2 separate regions of the Gossypium arboreum genome follow, and region 2 is linked to region 1. A link is a contact called in public Hi-C data. All regions are on one chromosome and are shown on one strand. Each heading gives the region's core, a stretch centred on a gene start, on an enhancer-like site or on the middle of the called end of the contact. The rest is flanking DNA. Distances are from core to core; before and after follow the strand shown. Region 1 has its middle 44 kb from the start of LOC108468686. Region 2 holds the start of LOC108467755 (peptide chain release factor APG3, chloroplastic).

What was found. Hi-C and Micro-C count contacts between places; a contact is called where the count stands out from the background.
Region 2: a Hi-C map of leaf shows a contact between it and region 1, with 1.8 times the contacts expected there. The contact joins the promoter of LOC108467755 here to the enhancer-like site in region 1. A contact is called at or near these places in 2 of 5 Hi-C or Micro-C datasets (both in leaf).

The regions. Positions count from the first base shown.
Region 1 is chr8:35,229,139-35,235,042 of ASM2569848v2, reverse strand. It overlaps the pseudogene LOC108467482. Among protein-coding and RNA genes, the nearest start is that of LOC108468686, 44 kb to the left of the region's middle. Within about 2 kb of position 2,317, at least 2 of the 2 cell types and tissues checked have an H3K27ac peak or open chromatin away from gene starts, as enhancers often do. A contact at or near this core is called in leaf, where this site is marked.
Region 2 is chr8:35,654,052-35,659,955 of ASM2569848v2, reverse strand. It overlaps LOC108467755 (peptide chain release factor APG3, chloroplastic), which reads left to right and starts at 3,252. Exons shown (of 15, transcript XM_053018420.1): 1 at 3,252-3,561; 2 at 3,671-3,727; 3 at 3,935-4,015; 4 at 4,115-4,172; 5 at 4,259-4,377; 6 at 4,726-4,777; 7 at 5,058-5,107; 8 at 5,441-5,506; 9 at 5,759-5,904. The coding sequence starts at 3,412.

The DNA of each region.
Region 1 (5,904 bases), core at 1,068-3,567:
TGTGGCTATGGTTGTGGGCATGTCTAGATTGGATCCAATTAAAGAGCTTGGTACTTAAGCGACCTTCATGGCTCACCTCCTCTGTCTCGGATACCTACACGGTGCCCACTTCCATACACTTTGTTAACTCAAATTAATGTATGGTTTTAAAACACTAAAACGGAACGTGGGTTTTCAACTCCAATGTGGCACGTCAGATTCGGCCATAACGTCTGGGCCGGGTTTGGGGTGTTACAATTTGGAACAAGAACAAACCTATTTTCGAGCATTACAGCAAAAACCATTTTGAGGAATGTAGGTTGAGAAAAGGATCCTGTTTCAAATGTGGTTTTTTCAATCATTTCCTAAAAGATTGTCCGAATAAAATCAAAACTGGTTCAGAACAAGTTACAAAATAGGTAGCAACTTCAAAAAGGGGTAGAAAGCCGTGATCAGATAGTAATGCTGGAGCTAGCTGTGGTGAAACCATGGATATGGCTACGAGCTTTGAAGCTCGTGTGCCGGCAAGAGCTTGTGCCATACGAGCTAAAGGGGGAGGCTACAACTCCTGATGTAATTTCTGGTACCTTTTTTCTTTCCGATGTTGCTATACATACTTTGATTGATCCTGGATCAACGTATTCATACATATGCACTGCATTTGTAACATAAAGAAATATGCTAGTAAAGCTGACTGATTATGATGTTAGAGTGTCAAACTCGATGGGTCATTATGTCATTGTTAATAGAATATATAAAGACTGGCATTAATAATTTGGGGCTGTAAATTTCCTGCCAACCTAATGTTATTACCATTTGAAAAGTTTGATATTATTCTCGACATGGATTGGTTCACCCTACACATTTCAATAGTCAACTGTAGATAGAAACAAATTATGTTGAAATATCAAAATGGTGAATTGATTAATGTTGATGCTGATAGATTGATTGTTCTACCAATATCATATCAGCAATATTTGCTTAAGAACTAATTAGAAAAAGTTGTGAAGCATATTTGGCTTACATTTTAGATACCAGAGTGTCGGGATCCAAGATAGAGCAATTACTGATAGTTAACGAATTCACTAATGCGTTTCTTGAAAAATTCTCGAGTTTACCGTCTGAGAGAGAAATTGAATTTGTTATTGAAGTAGCATTGTGAACTGCTCCGATATTTATTTCACCATATAGAATGACACCGAAAGAATTAAAGGCGTTGCGAGAATTGTTAGATCAGGGATTTATTCAACCAAGTGTGTTGCCTTAGTGTGCTCTGGTTTTGTTTGTGAAAAAGAAAGATGGAACTATGAAATTGCGCATTAATTACAGACAACTGAACAAAGTCACCATAAAGAATAAGTATTTGTTACCTTGTATAGATGATTTATCTGATCAGTTGAAGGGAGGTATCGTGTTTTCAAAGATTGTTCTCCGATCAGTCTACTATCAACTCAGAGTTAAAGAGCTAGATATGCCAAAGACTGCCTTTCAGACTCGATATGGACACCACAGGTTTCTAGTGATGTCATTTAAGTTGACCAATACCCTAGTCACTTTTATGAACCTGATGAATAAAAAATTTCAACTATACCTAGACAGATTTGTTATTGTATTTATTGATGATATTCTAATTTACTTAAAAGATGGTTTACCTTGTCCTCATCTATAGTTGTCTATGCTTGAGGATTAAGATATAATATTTCTATTCTCCTTTGTAGATGTACTTGTTAATTGTTTGTAACTTTTATTGGGAATATAATTTCCTTTCTTTTGAAAAAGAATTCAAATTTAGAATTTAAATATTGCCTTGCCAAAAAAAAAAAAAAAAGAGTCAATTAGTCAAATTTGAAATCCGTTGTTAAGCCAAATGTTTCTTCTCGTAATCTTTGTTAGTGAAATTGGCGCAGGGGTTATTACCAAAAAAAAAAAAAAAATTGGCGTAGGGACAAAGCGGAGCTCTGCTACTTTAGTTGATTCGTGTCCTTTAATTAACGAATCCATCGTTCAGTTAAATTAACGACCGGACCGGCCCACCCAACTGTGCTTTCTGCTTCGCCCAACACGACAATGTCGTAATTTGCTGTTCCGATAAACAATTCAATCTCTCAACTCTCTTTTTCTTTTACCTGTTCTCTGATTCTTAAACCTTTCATCATCGGCCCTTCATTCCTTTAATAATTACGTTTAGGTCATTCCATGCCCACTCTCGCAGCTAACCCTAAACCTAATTTCCTCCCCCCTACAGACCAGCCCAATCACGGCCTCGATCTTCCCCCTCATATGCAACGTAAGCCTTCCCACGACCCGAATCCGAACCCCACTCCGGCCACTAACTCTAATTTTGACGCCTCGCCCGAGGCGGTTCTTCCAGCCACGCCGCCGCCTTCACTTCTATACCTCTCTTTCAACCAGGACCACAGCTGCTTTGCCGCTGGCACCGACCATGGCTTCTGGATCTACAATTGCGATCCGTTCCGTGAGATCTTTCGCCGAGATTTCGATCACCGCGGCGGGGGCATTGGTGTTGTCGAGATGCTTTATAGGTGCTATATTTTGGCTCTCGTCGGCGGCGGACCCAACCCCCAATACCCGCCCAATAAGGTCATGATATGGGACGACAACCAGAACCGATGCATAGGCGAGGTTTCCTTTTCTTCTGAAGTGAGATCAGTTTGGCTTCGGAGGGACCGAATCGTCGTCGTTTTGGAACATAAAATTTTCGTCTACAATTTCGCGGATTTGAAGCTGCTTCACCAGATCGAGACCATCGCTAACCCGAAGGGTTTATGCGCGGTATCTCAAGGGGCCGGGTCGTTGGTCTTGGTTTGCCCCGGATTGCAAAAGGGGCAGGTTAGGATTGAACATTACGCCTGGAAAAGGACTAAGTTCAATTTGGCCCATGATTCAAGAATTGCGTGCTTCGCACTCTCGCAGGATGGGCAATTGCTTGCTACTGCAAGCACAAAGGGGACGCTTGTTCGTGTTTATAATACTGTTGATGGTAGCTTGCTGCAAGAGGTATGTGATTTGATACTGTTTACGCTTCTTTGTTGCTTTAATGATACAAATTTTGTCTAAATTGTGACGGGTTTAGTGGAAATTCTAATACATATGGTTAAATAAGTGACCATATTTTTATTTTTTATGGCTCTAAGGATCCATCTTTCTTATATGTATGCAGTGGATATGAGATGTTTGCACTTTTTCTGGGTAGCATTGAAAACACAAAATGATATAAATTTTCTGACAATATGGAAGTTTTTGTTGTATGTAAATAGGTAAGGAGGGGGAGCAGATAGAGCTGAAATTTATAGTTTGGCATTCTCTTCTAATGTCCAGTGGTTATCGGTTTCAAGTGATAAAGGAACCGTCCATGTGTTTGGCCTTAAGTTCAATGCTGGATCTCCGGGCAGCGTCAGGTCACAAAGTGCATCCGAGCCGCCCCATTCGTCTCTTTCTTTTATCAGAGGTAAAGTGTCCCCTCCTGCCATTAGATGCTGCAAACGGCCATGACTCTCTTTTATCTCTGAACTATGTTCTCTGCAAATGGAAGAAAAACATCATGACAATTGCTCTTTACCTCGTTTTTCTTTTTATCTCTGAGATTCGTATCACCTATGGCCTGGGAAACAACATTACGACTTTCAGTTGGATGATGAGTATGATCCTGCTGGGGAATTTGTAATCTAATTGTGCGTAACCAGCTTGTGTCAAACCTAGCTTCTAGTAAGTTGGCATTTAAGATTTTGTGAGTGTTGTGATAAGCATATGATCTGGCTTTCTACCTTGAGGAGAGTTATCCCAGTACTTGAGCCAGCAGAGAAACTAACACTTGAAGCTGAATGTGACAACTAACAAGATTGTCTCTAATATATATCTATGGCGCATTTGAGGCAATCCTTTTGGTTTTCGGGAATCAACTATTGTAAGCATCTATCTAAGCTACATTTCTGCTTGCAGGAGTGTTACCCAAGTATTTTAGTTCAGAGTGGTCAGTGGCTCAGTTCCGTCTGCTTGAAGGTTCTCAATACATTGTTGCTTTTGGTCACCAAAAGAATACTGTTGTCATTCTTGGCATCGATGGAAGGTAAGAAAAAGAAACTTAAACTGACAGAGATATCAAATCTTTGAAGCATGCTTTGATAAATTTCTCAATGACCTTCACATAAACTAACATTTATGTAGCTTTGGTAGTATTTTATGACTTGAGGCGTTTGAAGCTTGCTTTGGTAAATTTCTCAATGACCTTCACAAACTAGCTCTTCACTTGTTTGCTGCAACTTCTTTTCCTTTTTGGTTTTTGGTGAAGGAGAGATAATAAAAAGGTTAACTACAATACCACGGGTATTCTTGAGACCATTCTGAAGGATTGGGGATGCTCTCATAATAATCTTAAATGGCCTTTAAGATTCCTTTGTGAGATTGGTAATAAATTATTAACCTCTTAACCATTTCCGCCAAGATGATAAGTTTCCCTTGCCAAACAGAAATTCACTAAACTATTATTAGTTAGTTTACATTTTAATCACTCAACTTTAAAAAGTTATAAATGGACTTTAAACTATTCGAAAGTTTTTATTTAAGTAATTGGATTGTTAAGTTATTATTATTATTTTTTAAATAGCTAGCGAGCTTCAAGCGATGATTCGACGATTGGTATGATTGAATAGTAGCCATCGACAAGTAGAGTCACTCTAATGGTTAGTATCGAAAATTGAAGAAGAAAGTTGTTTGGATTTTAGTTTGTAGATTTATGGCATTCAAAGTTGTTTAAAGAGAGTTTTTGATTGGTGTAGGTAGTGCGAACAAAAAAGGTCAGACAACATTAGTTTTAATAGCCCAGTGACTTAGCCGAAAACTTTTGAATAGTTTAGCAATCATTTTTTAATTTTTTGAAGTTAAGTGATTAAAATGTAAATTTAATAATAGTTTAGTGATCTTCGGTGTCATTTACCCATAACAAAAAAGCTCTAAAATGTGCAAAATGATTATGAATACAACTTCTACAGAAGCCAGTTTGACCCAGTGAACGGTGGGGAAATGACTCGGCTGGAATATCACAACTTTGTGAAACCAGATGAAGCTTTCTGAAGACTTTCTATTTCACTCTTTCCCCATAATTCACCTAATTTATTATGTAATTTGTAAATAAATAAGTATAGCTTGTAAAGTTTCTTACTGCTTGCTCACCTGTTCATGATTTAATTCCAGTTGTTTTGTAATCCTATATTAAGGGTATTGCTTATTTTAGTTTTGAGGCTGAATAATTACTTTAAGTGTGAAAAAGTTCCTTTTTCTTCAATTAAATATATATATATATTGGTCGTAAAGGTTTGTTCATATATATATATTGGTCGTAAAGGATTATGTCACTAGTTCATTGAGTTGTTGGACCTCTAAAGTCTAAACCTGAGTTGAGGTATGGCTTGGCCTTATCTGTAGGCCTTACAGGCTTATTGGACTTGTCATTAATAGTATACCACATACAATGTAATAAATTTTATTTATGCTAGAGGGTGCTTATCCCCTCCCCCCTTTTTTTTTACGTTAAAATTTCAATTTAGCTTTTAAACGTTAAAATTTTAATTAATTAAATTCTTTAATTGTTAAAATTAACGATTAATTGATTGCACAGAGAAAATTGATATTTAATATTTAAAATCATTAAAATTATAAAAAAATTAAATAAATTATAGAAAAGTGCAAAATATTATAAAAATTATTGTAAAAGACAATTATTAAAAATCCAAAAATTAATAAATTTTTAAAAATGATATAAATTTAAAAATAAAAATGAACAATTTATTAAAATATAGAAATTATTAAAATTAATAAGATAAAATAAAAAGATTATAAAATTAAAAATGTATGAAAAATTATATAAAAACCATTATTTATTTGCACGCTAATCATTATTAGCACTAA
Region 2 (5,904 bases), core at 2,003-4,502, 420 kb before region 1:
AGCCTTGCTTTATATCTGGGTTCTTCAACTCCTGGAGTCCCTTCTTTCTTTTTAAATACCCATTTACAACGAACAACCTTTTTACCTTTAGGAAGTTTCACAAGATCTCATGTTTTGTTTTTGTGAAGTGATTCCATTTCCTCTTGCATAGCAAACATCCACTATCAACATGAGCATACGCAGGACACCCGAAGATTTTTAGGTTAGAATAATTAGCAGGATTACCAGACCATACCTATTGTGGAGTCTTTTTCTCAATAGCAATGGATGGAGATCAGTTGATTGACTAAAAAACATGTAGTAAAGGCTGCTTCTGCTCAAAACGACTTTGGTAAGTTGGCATTTGACAACATATATCGAACCTTCTCCATGATCGTTCTGTTCATTCATTTTGCAACGCCATTTTGCTGTGGAGTATGACGAACTGTCAAGTGTCTCATGATCCCTTCTAACTTGCACAGTCTATTAAACTCATCAGAACAAAACTCTAAGCCATTGTCTGTGCGGAGGTATTTTATTTGTTTTCCTGTCTGTTTTTCAATCATAATTTTTCAAGACTTAATTGCGAAAAACACATCGCTTTTTTGCTTCAGGAAGAATGCCCAAACTTTTTTGGAAAAATCATCAATAAAAATTAGCATATAATTAGCTCCACCTCTCAAAGGCACTTTGGATGGCCTCCACAAATCAGAATGAATATACTCCAACGTTCCCTTCGTGTTATGGATTCCTTTGGTGAATCGAACTCTCTTTTTCTTCCCAAAAACACAGTGCTCACAGAACTTTAGTTTGCAAATTCCTTGCCCATCAAGAAGTCCTCTTTTGCTCAATTCTGCCATGCCATTCTCACTCATATGCCTAGGCGCATATGCCAAAGTTTAGTAATATCATCATCAGACAAGGAAGAGGAAGCGACAACTGCATCACTAGTAACAGTAGAACCCTGCAAAACATATAACTTGGTAGTCTTTCTCTACCCTTTCATCACAACAAGGGAACCTTTGGAAATCTTTAAAACCCTACTTTCAGCTGTGTATCTGTACCCTTTTGAATCAAGAGTACTCAACGAAATTAAATTTCTCTTCAATTCTGGAACATGTTGTACGTTACTAAGTGTTCTAACAACTCCATCAAACATCTTAACTTTAATTGTTCCAAAACCTATGATTTTATATGAAGCATTATTTCCCATCAAAACAACACCTTCAGACACTGTTTCGTAAGTTGTAAACCAATCCCGATTGGGACTCACATGGAAGGTGCAGCCTGAATCAAGTATCCATTCCTAGCTTACTTTAGAATTATTGAAAAAAGCGACTAGAGGTTCACCATCGCTGTAGTCTTCTACAACATCAGCTTCACCAAAATTTGTTGGTTGTTTTCCCTTTTGATTCGTAGCCTCCTTTTTAATCTTGTTCTGTAGCTTATAGCACTCAGATTTAATGTGCCCTTTTTTCTTGCAGAAGTTATAATTTTACCACTATTTAAAGACTTCGATCTACCCTTAGGTTTACTGCGAGAATTTTGTTCCTGTGTCCTTCCATGATCATCATCAGCATTCCGATCTTGTCTCCCACGAACAATGAGACCCTCTCCCTGAGAGTCGGGTTTGACCACAAGATGCTTCATCTTATCATACGAGGTCAAAGAATCATAAACCTCACCAACTGTGAGAGACTCGTGGCTATATAAAATCGTGTCTCTAAAGGTTGAATAAAACGGAGGCAACGAACAAAGTAGAATCAACCCTAGATCTTCCTTATCATACTGAACCTCCATGGCCTCCAAGTTTAAGTGAATTTCTTTAAACATTGTTAAGTGTTCGTGTACAGCCACACCTTCCTCCAAACGATGAGCATAAAGATGCTGCTTCATATACAACTTGCTTGTTAGAGTTTTCGACGTACATATTTGTTCTAGCCTCTTCCATAATGTTGCGGCGGTTTTCTCCTTCATCACATCCTGCAAAATTTTGTTAGACAAATACAGATGTAATTGTGTTAACGCCTTTCAATCCTTACACTTCTTCTCTTCATCTGTTAATGTCGAAGACATTTTATCTATCCTTAGCAGGGCATCCTCTAGATCCATCTGCGCAAAAACTACTTGTATCTTAATATGCCACAACGCAAATCTGGTGTTGCAATCTAATAGCGGAATTTCATACTTCAAAGACATTATTACAGTGATCAAGATGAACTACCCGGAAGCTTTGATACCAATTTGAGAAAAAGAAAAGAAAATAAAATAAAATAAAGAACACACAGATTTTACGTGGAAACTCTTTTTGGAAAAAAACCACGGGTAAAGGAGAAAAAAATTCACTATGTCGAATTCGAATGATTACAAAAGGAATAGATTATGTCTATTTATATGCTTGTAAAACCATATTCTAGTAAGATTGAAACACCTTATTCTAATCAATATAAAATATATGAAGTTTAATAAGGTTTAAAAAACCTTATTCTAAAATAAAATAAAAAAAGTATAGTTCTATATGGATTTTACTTTTATTTTATTTTACCACTGTATTTTATTTAAATAAAGATTTGAGTCATTTAATTCTAACAACAATTAGCAAACTTCTACCCTTTACAGGCCATTACATTTAGGAACCCAACTCACCATGAATGAATAACAAAATATTATATCAATGGCCACATAAGCTGGTTTTCGGTGCTAACAACAACATAATTTGGTTTAGAGTTTGAAAAATAGCAATAATATTACAAATAAAAGCACTAAAAGCCATGTTTTTCTCTCCTCCCTCAATGCATCTTCCAATGTCTTCACTTTTTTCAGAAGACCCAACAACACAATTTGTGAACGGGGCGTCAATGGTGGATCAAACCAGGTGAAAAAATAACATGGTTTTTGAAACCCATTCCCAAACTTCTTACACCCCAAAACCTCCTACCTGGGTTGTCATTGGACCAAGACGTATTTAATTTGGTTGGGTTTTCACAATAGCACACTGATATCACGGTCGGCATCTCCATTTTTTCTCTTCTTCTTCTTTTTCTTTTACTGCTTCAACCCTAAATTGGTGCTAAATAGGCTATTTAAATTGGTGCTAACTAACCAGTTGGACGACTAATGACACCAATCAATTCGTCATTTGTCATGTTACTTTGCCGTTACGTCTGTAATAAAAAATGATTAAAAGTACTATTTTATTACTTTTCTAAAATTGAATGAGTGAAATAAAATTTAACTATTTTATCATGTAACCAAAGTTGGTTACTATTAATATAAATTAAAGTTGAGTTTCCGCTAAAGCCACCGTGTCTATTCCTTAGCCGCTCGGTCACAGCCCTTCAATTTCGCTTGCTCTCTCACATTTTATCCGCCATATCCATAGTTAATTCAAGCATAGTTCATCTCAAAGATACATTAGCAGCAACCGCAGCAATGAACTGCTTTGCAATGAGCTCCACAGCTCGATTATTCACTACCTTCAACGACTTTTCAGTTCGACGCGGTTTTACGCCTCAGTCAAGATGTTTGAGAGTGGCCAGACCTTGGCCTAGATCCAGAGCTTCGAGAATCGTTTGTATGGTGGTGCGTTCAACAAAAACTTCTTCTTTTTAATTTGATGAAAAGCAGAGCTGAGATTTCGATAAAATGAACTTCTTGTTGGTTATTGTTTTGGATTTTTTTTTTCTTGCAGGAGCCGTATCTGATAACGAAACTGGAATCTGCGGAGAAGACGTGGAAGGAATTATCGGTATAGTTCTTATTTTTTCTTTCTTTTGTAGGTAATAAGTTTCGATTATGTGAAAAAAAAGTGTTTTCAGTTGTATGTTAGTCAAAATTTTTGTCTATCCAAGGTTTCTCTACCTTAAGCATGAAAATATTGTTCTCTATGCCGTAAATAGTGTCTTAATTCAATTGTTTAGTAAGGTTTCTGTTTCTCTAAACAATGAGACTGTAGGTTAGGCTAGCTGATCCAGATGTTGTCTCGAATCCCACTGAATACCAAAAACTGGCTCAGTCTGTGTCGGAACTCGATGAGGTACTGGATTTCATTTTGCTTTCTTAGCTGGCTGCTGAGCTTTATCTCTTTCGTTGCTAATTGGCCTTTCCATTTATGTTCTATTTTCTTGGTGGATAGGTTGTATCAACATTCAGGAGATTTAAAGAATGTGAGAAGCAGTTAGAGGAGGCCAAAGGTAATTTTGACAATCATCATCATCTTGTTTAAAATGTTTTACTATAAGATAAAAGCTTGTGGATCCTTTTTTTCTTATTTTTACAGTAATTCTTTTTTCAGCTTTATCTGAAGAGGAGGGCACTGATGTAGATATGGCTGAGATGATAGCATCTGAAATCAGCTCTCTATCTGGTCAACTTAAAGAGCTTGAGGAGAAGCTTAAGGTTTTCTCCCAATGCCTTAAGTTTTATCTCACCATCTCTATAATTGTTTTCCATATCTAGGAGCCACTTTCCCACTGAATAACTTGTGTTCTATCGTCTACTTAGTCAAGTGTATGATTAGAAGTTTTAATCAGTTTTCTTTGCATTACGAAAAGTTTTATTGAGTTCCAACAATATGGAATGAGATTGATATTGATTGCATATTTTATATAATACTTTTCATTGATGAGCATTAACCAATATTGAGCCTTATTGTGGAATGTATCTTATTATTGCTGCTTATGTTATTTTTGGTTTTGCTCCCTCTATCTGGTCTCTCAAGCTACTATATTGCTTCTATGTGGGCAGGTGCTACTGCTTCCAAGTGATCCTCTTGATGCAAGAAATATAATGCTTGAAGGTATCTATATCATCTTAATCTTGTTGAGAAGATAATTTAGTAACTTGATTTGAAAACTTTCAGGCTGTAGCTTTGCTATCCTTCAAATATGTGCTGCATTTTGAGCAATAATTCATGTCAAAAATTAATTCCTCTTCAATGGATAGTTCTGTGTATTTAAGCGTTTGTCTGCATACAAGTTGTACTTTCCATGTCATATGGATTATAGTTTTAGATGCAGAGTCTAATGTAATTGCCTTCTTATTGCCACTTTAATGAACTATGCTTGTCTTCTTTCCAGTGAGGGCAGGTACTGGTGGTGATGAGGCTGGAATTTGGGCCGGTGATCTTGTAGGTACATGTTTCTTTATCCTTTCAGATTTATGGCTTGGAATCATGCCCTATCAGTACTTCAAATATTTTAAATCAGTCTAAAAACAGTTGTTAGCCTGACATAGAAGCAGAAAGAAAACATATAGAAAAAAATTTCTGGTGTTGCAACAAGAAACCATTTAATTTCTGTTTCTACTTGTTTTCAACACTACCAGTTTCATGGAACTAGGCTACATGATACATTTTGATTCTTGTTTTTGATTGATTTTCTGCTATATGTTCACTAGGGCTGGCTATAGTCACTTTAATTTACATCTTAAAGGACCTTCAATATTCTGTCTCATTACCCAGGTCAGAATGTATCAAAAGTACAGTGAAAGGAACTCCTGGAAATCCACCCTAATTTCCTGCTCTGAGGTATGTCTTATTGCAAGAATATCAAATGTACATATTTAACTAAAATCTTACTAAAATATGTGGGTACCATTGGCTACTAAATCTGTCCAATCATAACTGCTAGTTAATATGGACTTTAGTACTTACTGTGAAAAAGTTTTGGTTATAATTGTTTACAAGTATTACTAGCATAACACTTATAAATCTTGAAGAGCAACAAAAAAATCCATCCTATTGTTCTCAATGGCTGTCAAATTTCTGGTATTTTTAAAGGCTGAAAAAGGAGGATTCAAAACCTGTGTGATAGAGGTCAAAGGGAAATGTGTCTACAGCAAATTGAAATATGAATCAGGTGTTCACCGGGTTCAACGTGTTCCTCAAACAGAAACACAGGGTCGTGTGCACACGTCTACTGCAAC